2 separate regions of the Mus musculus genome follow, and region 2 is linked to region 1. A link is a contact called in public Hi-C data. All regions are on one chromosome and are shown on one strand. The core of a region is the stretch at or near the end of the contact, and the rest is flanking DNA. Distances in the headings are between cores, read along the strand shown. Region 1 has its middle 70 kb from the start of Gm33125. Region 2 has its middle 76 kb from the start of Gm39339.

Region 1 (2,700 bases), core at 126-2,625:
GAGCCTCTAGCTATATGGCAGCTCATTTCCTAATTATAGCAGGAAGCACAGAGACTGAGTGGATGGTGCCATGTCAGCTCAGCCCTGTGAGACAGAACTCAGACCCAGCCTGGTGGTCACTGAATGTAGGAATAAAGTTGTAAACAGGCACTGAGTGTTTTTATTAGTTCTTGAGACTTAGAATGCAGTTACATTCCTTTCCTCTCTCCAAATCCTCCTTACTCTCTTCTCTCTCTCTAAGTTCATGTCCTCTTTCTTCACTAATTGTATTGCATATATATATGTATATACATATATCTGTGTATATACATATACACACATATATGTGAGGATATATGGGAATATATACATATATGTGTGTACATATACCTCTATATATGTATATATGCATATGTACATATATACATGTGTGTATATATGTATATATATACATATATATGTGTATATATATATATACATATATATACACACACACAAATATAACCTGCTCACTCTGTATAATGTTACTTGTAATAGGACAGTTCAGTGGGAAATGGATGAAATGAAACCTAAACAAAATGGTCCAGAACTGAAAACCCACAAAGAATGAGGTGTTAGACCAGGAAACCCTCTTATTCTGGCACTATGACTATTTTTGGATTTGTCCTTTGATAACATTTGTACAGGAACAGTAGGTAACTAGAGTATAAAAATTGCAAGAAGAAATGTGTGTTCAGAAGAGAGAAAAGGAGATGGATGTTCCCAAAGAAAAAATATCAAGTGCAATCTGTGAGGTAGACCTGCGGACCCAGACAACTTAGCCCATGCAGTTTGTTTCCGATTGTTGCAATGTCTTTAACTTAAAGTCACAGCTTAGGAATGGGTTCTGGAGGAAAAAACTCCAAGTATGGAAGGCTGGGTCCTCATGGGAGCCAGGAGGGAGGCCTTCATGCCCCCACCTGGCTGAAAAGGAGAGCAAAGCCCTAACAGAACAAAATGTCTCAGGATCTAACTCCTCTAGTTAGAACTGTTGGCCCAAGGAAAAAGGCTGGCAGAGCCTGTCTCACTGAGCTGAAAATTTTTCCTCTCCTTCTCTGGGCCTATGCCTTCTGTCTTGTTCTGAATATGTCTGATGTCTGCAAAGGGTATTTGAGAGAGACTGGTTCCACAGCTTGATCTGGCTGGTGCCATTCCTCCTAGCAGGGCTGCGGTGTCAACTGTGGTAATTAAAGATGGAAGAAATGCCACTGGCAAGAGCAGATTGGAATAAAAGACTGATTGCCAGGCTTAGCAGGTTGCTTGCCTTTCTGGTGACAGGCTCTGTGGTGTCTGGGAATGTGGCCTGGTCTCCTGAGTACTGGCAGAAGAGAGCACAGATAAATAAATGACCCCTTCAGGGCAAATATATGCTCCACACTGCTGGTCATGAAGCACTGTCTAGCCATGTCTGGTGTCTCCCTGAATAGATAGCTCAGGATGCAATCTTGGCATTTGAAGGGAGCTAACAGCTGACAGCCTCGGCAAAGGAAAATGCTCTGTGTGACCAAGCAGAGCCTCCAGTGAGCTTCAAGGTGCTTCCCTCCCTCCCAGTTCAGCATCCTTGTCAAAGTGTCAACCAAAATGAGGAAAATTAAGAAGCAAAAAATCCAAAGATGATGACCTCCTGGTGGTCCGGAAAACATGAAACATTTCAAAGGAAAAGAAAATGCTTGAAAAGGATGTGAACACTGCTTTTGCACATGGGAAAGGGGGCGCATGCTCCAGCTGAACACACAGCCCCAGGGGGGCAGGAAGCAGGAGCCCTGTTCTCCTCTTACCATTAACACCACTTAAACCCGGGTCTGAACTCACCAGGAGGGGGGAGGACTCTTACTCCACATTAAACATTGCCTGGAGTAGCTTTTTATGATTTTTAATTTCAACAACATGAGAAATTGGCAACTCTTTATGGCTCCTCAGACCTCGGCACAGACTGCCAGAGACAGAAGCTCATTCCGATGTGTAATTTCTCTGAGAGTGAAGGTTTTCTTCTGCTTGAGGTTGGGGGCATTTACTTTGGCTCTTCCAGAGCCTTGCAAATAAGACAAAGGTCCTGGTGGAGACTTTCTCTATCACTGTCTTAAGGGATCTAGAGCTAACCAAACACGTCGTCCACGCTGTCATCTTTAAAATGCATAGATTAATTTGTTTATAGAACAAGGAAATTATAGAAAATATTTCTTTCAATTTTTTATTAGATATTTTATTCATTTACATTTCAAATGCTATCCCGAAAGTCCTCTATACCCTCCCCCTGCCCTGCTCCCCTACCCACCCACTCCCACTTCTTGGCCCTGGCATTCCCCTGTACTGGGGCATATAAAGTTTGCAAGACCAAGATATTGATTCACCCCAAACACAAACCTACCCTTACATAGAAGCTCAACTTTTTTGCCTTTCGGACCCTGGGACGCTGGTTTACTGTTCTGCATGGGGTTGGTTTAAAGAAAGAACAAATTAAGGAAGAAATAAAGCATTAAGTTTGAGATTTTATTTTCCGAATAGTAATCGGAGGCTAAATTTTATTACAAAATGTGTTGTCAGCGTGGATGATTGTACGTGGATGGCATGCAGAGCCTTTCCTCTTGCTGTTCCGATGAGAGGATTTGCTAATGGGAGCCGAAACCTATGAACAGCATTAACTAAGCTTGTAGCAGTGGCAGCTCATTCATAAGTACCTAT
Region 2 (2,700 bases), core at 44-2,543, 310 kb before region 1:
GTCTAGTCGAAGCAGGAACTCAACTTTACCGCATCAGCCTCTTTGCTTATTTAAGTTCGGAACATAGGGAGGGGGAATTTTGGTGGGGTAAGATGACATAGGAGGTGGGGAAGGGTTACGGAGGGTATGGTGTGACAGACAGAGCCAATGGCATAGCTCTACATCAGCAACGGCAGGGCACAGAGGCAGAGCCCAAACAGGTCTTGCTGAGTCACCCCGATACGGAAGTGACTGAGACAGGTCTCAAAACTCGAGCCAGGCTTAGGCTCTCCCAGAAGGCCACAGAAACTCAAGGCCCAAAGCAAGGCCAAATCGGGCCCAACATTTCTTTGCTTCGTTTTCACCGCTATTTTCTCAGGCCATGGGTAATGCAACGCTCTTAACCCATAAGCAAAGAGTTTCTCCCATTTCAGGCTCCAAACCACCCTGGCAAGTCTTCCTAAGGAAACCATGCTGCCCCACAGAGGATGCTATCAGAGCTGAGCCTCTGGGCTAAAGCTGTTTTACCAGATGCTCTGTACTTGCGGGTGATGGCGAGAGACTTTGTGGACCCAGCTGTTCCAAACATAGCTCTTTGACTAATTGTCTGATGATCACTGCATTAGCCTCCATTACTGTTTGGTTGTATTTGGTGGTTTTGATGTTGGAGCTTCTGCAGGGCACCTCATGAAAAGGCCCACCGTGTCCTCTGGCTGCTAGACAGATGGTTTCTCTGGAATGGCTTATTCCTCTGTTCTTTGGTGATTTCTGGGTAGTGTACGCTAGTTAGCATTTTTTTAGTTTGCCATTTGCATTACTTACTATTTTCCAGTACTATTCTAGCTATGTCATTGACATATCTGATCATTTTTGTCACTGCAAATGAACCCAGGGTGAAAGAAGAGGCAGGGATGTGCGTTCACATTGTGATTTTGAGCACAGCACTTCTCCTTTTGTTATTTGTACTAACATTGGCTTTCCTCTGATGTGATATACTCTGTCTTTGGATTGAGTTTCATGTCTGTTGGCTTTGCATCTCTGTCCTGACTAGCATTCCCTCTGTGAGGCCACCTCAAGAAGAGTACCTCAGTTGGACATTAGTTAAATATTTGACGAATCTGAACAAATGCACTACCTTCCCCTAGGTCCTTTGTGTAATGTCATCAAAGTGATTTTCTTCAAGAATTTCCATGCCATTTCTCCCATGGACTGTCAGCTGATAGAGATAATTGGCCCCTGGAAAATGCTGGCCTCTTGCTAAGCTTTGGCTTTTCACTCCACAACTGCTGGGCCTCTTCTGACTTCCAACAATGACTGAGAGAGCAATTTAATGGCTCACAGATTTCTCTTGTAGTAATTCGATGAAGGCAGTGAGGTGGCAGAGAAGATCTCTTCAAATCACAAATTCTCAGAGGGCTTGGCTCAGCATCTAGTGATCTTAACGCTTGACGTGGGCTTGGCAGCAAAAACCTCGATGCAGAGATGCTCACTCACCAAGGAGATGCAAGCATCCTCATTCTGGTGGTTTTTCTCTGGTTTGAATGATAAATAACAACCTGGACCTCGGTGTGTATGAGACAGGAATCTGGCTTCTACAGGGAATGCAAGTGGAAAACAAAACTCTATAGAAACCATCTTTCCCAAGATGTAGCAAACTGAGCAGAGATGAAGACCACATCCTGCCAGGGAGGAAGATACTGCCCATGTTCTCCAGTCTCACTGTCAGACTGTTGAAAAAGTAGACCCCCCAAAATTAGAAATCCACAGGAGTCTTGGGCTAGAAGGAAGAGCCGGGGCCTTGGTACAAGCAAGAAGGGAAGAGAGTCTTCCAAAAGAAATATTACAGAGTTCTGAAAACTTGTCAGACTGCCTGGGTAGAGAGACAGGGGTCCAGGCAGTGATGGGTCATTGATGGATGAACCACCCCTTGACCAGCACTGCTTATCTAAAATGCCTCTCATCTTCTATTTAAATCTAAACCTTACATCAGCATCCAAATGTGGACATGTGGTAGGGATGGGGTTGTCAATGGGGCTTTTGTTTCTTATCTCACACTGAATATATCTTCTTTCTCTGATTTTTACTACTTCTTGTCCCTTTAATTGGATTATTGAGTACAGGTGGCCAGGCCTGGCTTGTTAAATACTGCCAGGCCCAGACTCGAACCCTAAAAACTTCGGGATCACCTGTGATTGGCTCGTGGCTGCACATGACCCTATCTACTGATGTAGACAGGATACCGAATGATGCCCTCCATATGCCTGTCCAGATCTAGTGAGGACTAACTCTGGTCAGCTTGGGCATGATCTGCAGAGTGAGTCTAGGGGAGCCAGGGTTAGCTTCACTTCTTTCCTTTAGATTGCTGCTCTGGGTTCTCAGTGTTCCATCTGAAAGACGTGTATCCCTCTCTGAATTCAAGCCTCTTCTGTGGCCAGTAAACAGGCCTCTCTAGCATAAATATGGGTGATAAGTGAGAGAGCCACTCTCCCAGCTCTGATCCCATGAGAGGAACTACTCTGAAGAAGGGTTTTGGATCAAGTAGGCCCTAGGGATCATGACTGGTTTACACTAGCATTTCCTCAGCCTAGATATCCACCCTCCCCCATACCCCTCCCCACACAATATTTGACAGATAGCAGTACTATTGGGCACCAACAGACCTTGCAAACTTGTCTTGCCAACTGCTCCTGCCAAAGCTAGAAGGTGAAAGAGCAGCAACAG

What was found. Hi-C and Micro-C count contacts between places; a contact is called where the count stands out from the background.
Region 2: a contact with region 1 is called in a Hi-C map of cerebellum, with 1.8 times the contacts expected there. The contact joins two enhancer-like sites. A contact is called at or near these places in 1 of 15 datasets of contacts at CTCF or cohesin (the NIH/3T3 cell line), 1 of 484 Hi-C or Micro-C datasets (cerebellum) and 1 of 9 other capture datasets (embryonic stem cells).

The regions. Positions count from the first base shown.
Region 1 is chr9:52,491,821-52,494,520 of GRCm38.p6, reverse strand. No RefSeq gene overlaps it. Among named protein-coding and RNA genes, the nearest start is that of Gm33125, 70 kb to the right of the region's middle. Within about 2 kb of position 1,375, at least 2 of the 459 cell types and tissues checked have an H3K27ac peak or open chromatin away from gene starts, as enhancers often do. A contact at or near this core is called in cerebellum, where this site is marked.
Region 2 is chr9:52,800,649-52,803,348 of GRCm38.p6, reverse strand. No RefSeq gene overlaps it. Among named protein-coding and RNA genes, the nearest start is that of Gm39339, 76 kb to the left of the region's middle. Within about 2 kb of position 1,293, at least 11 of the 459 cell types and tissues checked have an H3K27ac peak or open chromatin away from gene starts, as enhancers often do. A contact at or near this core is called in cerebellum, where this site is marked.